Linked DNA regions of Pan troglodytes: region 2 is linked to region 1. The links are chromatin contacts, called in public capture Hi-C maps. All regions are on one chromosome and are shown on one strand. Each heading gives the region's core, a stretch centred on a gene start, on an enhancer-like site or on the middle of the called end of the contact. The rest is flanking DNA. Distances are from core to core; before and after follow the strand shown. Region 1 overlaps ATP2B4 (ATPase plasma membrane Ca2+ transporting 4). Region 2 overlaps OPTC (opticin).

The links. Capture Hi-C pulls out chosen DNA fragments and counts their contacts.
Region 2: a capture Hi-C map of stem cell-derived neural stem cells shows a contact between it and region 1, with 10 times the contacts expected there. The contact joins two enhancer-like sites. A contact is called at or near these places in 5 of 7 Hi-C or Micro-C datasets (blood, induced pluripotent stem cells, a lymphoblastoid cell line and 1 more) and 1 of 1 other capture datasets (stem cell-derived neural stem cells).

What each region holds. Positions count from the first base shown.
Region 1 is chr1:45,387,977-45,391,289 of NHGRI_mPanTro3-v2.0_pri, reverse strand. It overlaps ATP2B4 (ATPase plasma membrane Ca2+ transporting 4), which reads left to right. Exons shown (of 21, transcript XM_024351060.3): 7 at 2,707-2,868. Among named protein-coding and RNA genes, the nearest start is that of LAX1, 62 kb to the right of the region's middle. Within about 2 kb of position 1,544, at least 2 of the 24 cell types and tissues checked have an H3K27ac peak or open chromatin away from gene starts, as enhancers often do. A contact at or near this core is called in stem cell-derived neural stem cells, where this site is marked.
Region 2 is chr1:45,583,486-45,586,798 of NHGRI_mPanTro3-v2.0_pri, reverse strand. It overlaps OPTC (opticin), which reads left to right. Exons shown (of 8, transcript XM_016936307.4): 8 at 1,638-1,857. Among named protein-coding and RNA genes, the nearest start is that of OPTC, 16 kb to the left of the region's middle. Within about 2 kb of position 1,543, at least 5 of the 24 cell types and tissues checked have an H3K27ac peak or open chromatin away from gene starts, as enhancers often do. A contact at or near this core is called in stem cell-derived neural stem cells, where this site is marked.

The DNA.
Region 1 (3,313 bases), core at 295-2,794:
TGGAATGAGATTCTCTTTCCTCTCATCCCCATGGACAAACAAGGAAGCGAGGGAGCAGATCTGGATAGAAAGCATGGTTGGAAGAATCTGCTGCGATGAAGAAAGCAGATATCCAAACTCCTTGCTGAGATAAAGATGTAAATCCTTGGCTCCAGGGAGCTCTGATGAAAACCAGATCCTGGCTCTAGGCCCCCAAATCAGGTTGAATTTGAGCCTTGATTTTTATGTCTAATGGTAGCTTGTAAAGGGATGAGTTATAAAGCCTGCCCTAAATAAACTGGCTAGGTGCTGGTAGCCCCAAATGCCTTCCGTGTACTCCCCCTCCTTCCCCAACTTTCTTCCTCAAAGATGGGGGATTAAACGAACCATCAAGACTAAGAGAAAATTGGCCAGAAGAGTAAAATAGATTTCTGCCGAAACTGTGGGCTCTCAATGGAAGAGACACACAGCTAGAAGAGTAGGAACAGTTAGTTCAGTCTTTGCCACTCAGTTATTCCTGAAGGAAAGAATAAGAGGGAGAAAGAGGAGAAGATACTAAAACCAAGTCTACACGTTTCCCTAAGCATTCCTTCTTCCCTTAGGGGAGAGAAGGTTTCTACCACTTGGCTGGAGAATCATCTTGAGCTGTTTAGTGGAGGACAGTTTATGAAAAGGAAACAAAACACATTCTCTCAGGAACTAAATAATTCATTTCTGCAGCTGCCTGCAGATGAATAAGGGGGAAGCTTGCCTGGTGCTGTTGAAGTAACACGGAGACACCTTTCAAAGTCTTTGCCATCAGGCAGAAACAGTTCAAACCTCTCACTTCCTAATCCCCACCCCATTTTTCCAAGCAATGTGACTCAGGCCAGGAGCAAGAGAAAGCACCTCAGGTGTGAGTATGCACTCACCTACATGAGCGTTTTGGTGGATATCCCGAGGATTCATGACAGCCTCTAGCAAGAATGAATGAAAACAGAGATGTGAGCTTCCTTTACATTTATGTCCCTTCCCTGCAACCCAAACACTTTGCTGTTGTCCTTCTGGGCTCTGAGCAGGACCAACAAATTGGATCTCTTAATAGTTACTTTGGGTTTCGACCCCACTTTTTTCTTTCTTGTTCAAACAGGTAAAAAACAAGGAGTCCCTGAAAATCGCAACAAAGGTAACCTCTCCAACTACTCATTTACCATCTCTACCTGCCCACACTCAAACCAGACCTTTCCAGGCCATCTTCCTTCTCCCTTTTCCTCTCCATAAATCTGTTATCTGCTGCTGTGGCTCAGATGCCTCATCCTGAGGAAGGTGCAGAGATTTTTGGGGTGGTCTCAAGGTCCTGATCCCAATCTAAGATGGGACAACAGCACCCTCTGCTGTTGGCTCACAGAATGTCATGTCAAGGTTTGTCTTGGGGAGTGTGTAGGATTGATCTGCTCTTCCTAGGGAGCTGAACTCTGCTTCATTGACCTCAGCCTGATTTAAACACCAACAGTCATCAGTTTCTGGGTTGGAAGACTTCAGGGTCCTCATGGTGGAGGGAGGTGGGGTGGGTAGTCCCTGCACCGTCCTCTTGCTAGCTTCCTCATAAGTGTCCTCTTCTGGTCTGGATCCCTTCTCTGCTGGTCTTCTCAGGGGTGCTTGGAGAGAGCCCTTTCTCTGTATCTCTCTCCCCACCTCCCTTCTTTGTTCTTGCCACAGTCTGTTTTCTTCCTCCTGATCTGATGTGTGTTTCTCTTTTGGTGACTGTGTTCACATTCTGTCTCCGTCTTCTTGTTTGTGAGTCTGACAGCAGGGACTACTCAGGAAGGGTATCCTAAGCAAGGGGCTGAGCCCTGTAGGGGTGAAAGTGGAGTGGTGCTGGGAGCCAGCAAGAACTACTGTCTTGTGACGCTCCTAGAGATTTGTTTTTACTTTGTAACCCACATCACAGCAGTCTTTAGAAATAAAGTCATCACATTGGAAAACCAGAGCTAAACAGAAATAATTCTTTAATTTTAGGTCTTTAACTCTTCTTTTAAAAGCAAAATGGATTCATATGTCTCTCTTTATGCCTGCTTTCTCTTATTCCAGGAGGTCCCTCACACCAGCTTCTTCCCTCTTCCCCAAAAGACTTAACCCCAGGTCCCACTCTGTATCTCTCTACCTTTGTCAGTCAGGGAAGAAAGGGAATTTTCTTTTCCTATCCTCAACTGCTAGAAGGGGCTGGAAAATACCCTGGGTCTGGGGGTATGTGTTTCTTCCCTGACAATCGAGAGAGAGAGAGAGAGAGAGAGATAAACCATTTAACAGAGCAATCTTGTGCTCCAGAAACATCTGCCAACCCTCTCCTTCAGCCCCTTTCTGCAGTAAAGATTCACTATTTTAAGCACTGAGTTCCAGGAAGGATGGTTGTTTTAATAGTGCTTAGTGACATGATTAATCCCCTTGCTGGAATAAACCTAGCTTGGGACTCTGAGGTAGTGCCAGGAAGCTGCCACTGAAGAAGAAATCCATACCCTAAAAGCACCCCAGTTTCATCTAAACTCATTAGAATATTATTCCAAAGGCCCTAATAGAGTGTTGAAGGCAAGTTCCATGTCTAGCGTGGGTTGGAAGTGGTCGGAACTGATGTCAGGGTCCAAGGTATATTCCGGGAAAGAGACAGGAAGGTTTTCTGGTTTCCACCTGCCTGCCACTCAGTGCTACCACCTTGCCTGCTCACCTGTCCTATTTGTGTATACACTCCAGCAAAGACCCAAGACGGAGTGGCCCTGGAAATCCAGCCACTCAACAGCCAGGAGGGAATCGACAATGAGGAAAAGGACAAGAAGGCAGTCAAGGTGCCTAAAAAGGAGAAGTCAGTGCTGCAGGGCAAGCTGACTCGCCTGGCTGTTCAGATTGGGAAAGCCGGTGAGTAGGGTAGAGCCTCGTTGTGGTTTATCAATGTTGTCTTGGATCCTCATCACTTTTATCCCCTTCTTTCTGCACCGACCGAGACTGGCAGAAAGAAGCAGAAACTTCAGGGTGGCTAGTTGGGGCTAGGCGGCTGTTTCCCTATCTCCGCCACTGTTTGGTCGCTCCCTAGGCTTTTTCAGAGAGAAACGTTTTCCTGTGTGTAAGGGTTAATGGCCCTGAGATCTCTTAATCCAAATGAATGAGAAATAAAGAGCATATATTACAGCAGGGGAGATTTACATTAGCAAGAAGGAAGACTTTAATAACTGCTTACCTGTCTCTTGCTTTGGGTTGTAAATTCCTTAAAGATAGAGAAGGCTGCAGCTTGCTACAGGCAATTCCCTAGCATAGGAGTAGGATCTGGCTAAGCACAGAGCAATAAATACCAAGTAAGGACTGG
Region 2 (3,313 bases), core at 294-2,793, 200 kb before region 1:
AGGAATAGAAAGAATGCCCTTGTTGTCTGTCTCCCTGAAGAAATTCTAAACAGAGCATCTGTCCCTCTGCACCAGGGAGGGAAGGAGGAAGAGAGAGATGGGGAGAGACAGAGAGAGAGAAACCCCACAGCTGTTCCTTCTCGATCTTGATGTGAACAGCTAGGCCTCCTGTTTCTCAGGTACCTAAAGGGGTTAGGGTTGGGCAACTGGCAGGGAAGGCAGACAGCACCTCTTTAGCCAGAGTGAGGCCCTCCTGTCTTGTAGAATGGTAAAGATGGAGAGAATGACACAGAGCAGATGCAAGCCAGCCCTGAGAGAGTACAAAGGAAGGGAGTGAGAGGAGGGGCTGTGGGGTCCAGCCAGGCATGGCAGCCAGCTTGAGGGCCTCATGCCAGCCGGCAGTCTAGGTTTGCATCAAATCCACCTCCTCCAACACCAGACTTTCCTAACCTCACTCATCCAGGTCCTTTGTGGCCCAGCAGCAACTCATATTTGACCTTGGCAAGGGCACTTGCTCTGGGCGGCACCCTGGTGACTATTCTGCCAGCTCTGTGTGAAGGGGAGTGCCTCCCTCCTCTGGGGCACCCTGTGGCCTTCAGGAGGGTCTTGCCCTAACCTGTCCTATGAGTATCAGCGGGAGGAGGTCAAGGGGAAGAGGCCAGGGCCCCTCCTCTCCGTGAGAGAAAGGATGAGTTTTCAATGACCTCCCCCTCTGCCTGCCCCATTCTCAGCTCCAGGGTCCTGTTTTTCCGAAGGTTACCCAGCAAGGCCTAGGGCCAGAGGAGGCTCGTGGAGAAGGGAGGGTGGGAGGGGCTGCTGGAGAGGCTGGAGCTAAGTCTGTTTTAGGAGCCAAGGCCATTTCCCCACCCTGACCTTGCCTGGACTCCCTTCCTGCTTCCTTTTCTCTTTTGTCTCTTCCCTGGGAATAGTAATCTCTTACATTTCTGCTGTCAGTTTGCACTTCAGCAAGCTCTTTTACATATGGGACCTAATTTGGCAGTCCTAACAACTCTGTGAGGAAGGAATTATTATCCCTGCTTTTACTGATGAAAATGAGAGGCTAAGTACTTTGTCCCAGAGAACGATGACTTAACATAAACAATCTATAACAGAAAAAGAAAGATGGGCATGGGGGTGGAGCTGCAGTGACAGCCATCACTTCTTGGGACTTCTTGTCAGAGAAATGGGAAATCCCATCTCCAGCTCCTGGAGCAGAGGATGGGTGCCCCTACCACGTCCCCTCAAAATGCTTTGAAAAGCAAGGACTCGGGAGGGCATCACCCAGGCTAGAAAAAGGGGGGCTGCCTATGGAGCTTGAGTCCAGGGCCTGCCCCCACCAGGATCAAGGCCTGTATCCTTAGGAAGCACATGAGGTAATGAAGGTCTCAGCTCAGGAGAACCTTGGGGCTCAAAGACACATGGCCCCCCATCTCTGCCGCACCCCTACATGCCTGTGTCTGTGTCCTCCTTCCTTCTGGCCAGGACAGAGGCAGACAGACCAGACGGGGAGGTGGCCCCGGCTCTCCCCGCCCCCTCCCTGTCTAGCTGCCTCTCAGCTTTCTCCTCCCACCTCACCCGCCCCTCCCCTCTCCCCCACACTAGACACCAGCTCAATTTTGTCTCTCCTCTCTCTCAAGGTCATCTCTTGGACCAGCGGGCATCACATTCTCCAGCAGGCGCCATCTCACACGCCTCCCTCCTGTGGCCGCCGGCAGCATGGACAAAGGTCTCCATGCAGGGGGAGGAGGCCTGCTTCTTTCCCCACAGCTCTCACGTCTCCCTTCTCCCTGCGGGTGACAAAGAAGCCCAAGGACCACCTCCTTCCTGCCTCATTGTAATAAAATTCCCCACACTGAGGCCTTCTTGTCTTGAACCTGGCCTGTCCAGCCCTTCCAGATATGGCCAAACCCATGGCCTGGATGGGCTTGTGTACTTCCTTTCAAACGAGCCCACACAGAACGCCTGCTCTCCCCTTCCTCCCCTCTGCACTCCTTCTGCCTCCTTTTTCTCTATTCTCCTTCTGTGCTCAGGCACCACAGCAAATAGCTTTTTGTTTCCTCCTGGCACTACCAGTCCCAGCCCTGCCTTCAGGAATTCTTTTCTCTCTCTCTCTCTTTTTTTAAAAGACTGGGTCTCACTAGGTTACCTAGGCTGGTTTTGAACTCTTGGGCTCAAATGTTCACCTGCCTTAGCCTCCTGAGTCGCTGGGGTTGCAGATGTGTGCCACTGTACCGACTCCAGAATTCTTTTCTTTTGTGTCTAACACACAGTTCAGACACAGGAGGGAGTGGAAGTGTTTCTTGTTATGGCACCTGTAGAGGAACTGTGATGCAAGGGAGTGAGCACTGGAATGAGAGTCTGAAGACCTGAGTTTGACTACCCTATATCCTGATCACACCAGCACCTCACTCTGTCCTGGCCCCTTGGAGTTCCCTCACTCCAAATCTGTTGCTCAAAGCATATCCAAGCCCAGGGGGTGTGGGGCCTATCCCTATCTTATTACATTTCTAGTCTAAGAACAAAGACCCAACCCTCTCCTACTGTTCCCAGTAGCACAGACTACCATTGACAAAGAGGTATCAAATGGTAAAGGAGAAAAGGAAGGAAGTACAGAAAATACAGACACACAATCAGTCTAGTCTCACAAGTTGAGCTTTCTGAGCCCAGATCAACTATACCATGGCTTTAAAGCTTGCTTAGCTGCAGGCCTTCCTGACCCTTCTCTAGTCCATGCAGAAGAGAGAATAATCCAAGCTTTTCACGCCCTTTCTGACCCATCCTGAAACCAAAGGTAACGACCTTTGAATTGCACGTTGTCCATAATCAGTGTCCCCCAAGGATCACTGGGCAGTCTTAGGAGAGGTGCTTCCTCCCACAGAGAGGCCCCCTGCCTCCCAGGACAGGCTCCTGGAGCCCAACACCTCTGAGAGCTGCAGCACCTCTCTTGGAGATCTAAGAAATCCCTGAAGGAGGCTCGGCACAGTGGCTCACGTCTGTAATCCCAGCACTTTGGGAGGCCAAGCAGACAGATCACAAGGTCAGGAGTTCGAGACCAGTCTGACCAACGTGGTGAAACCCCGTCTCTACTAAAAATACAAAAAATAGCCGGGTGTGGTGGTGTGCGCTATAGTCCCAGCTACTCAGGAGGCTGAGGCAGGAGAATTGCTTGAACCTGGGAGGTGGAGGTTGCAGTAAGCCGAGATTGCACCACTGCACTCCAGCCTGGTGACAGAGCGAGACTGTGTCTCAAAAAAAACAAAAAAAAAAAAGAAAGAAAGAAAGAAAGAAATCCCTGAAGGAGCCATGTCCTGGG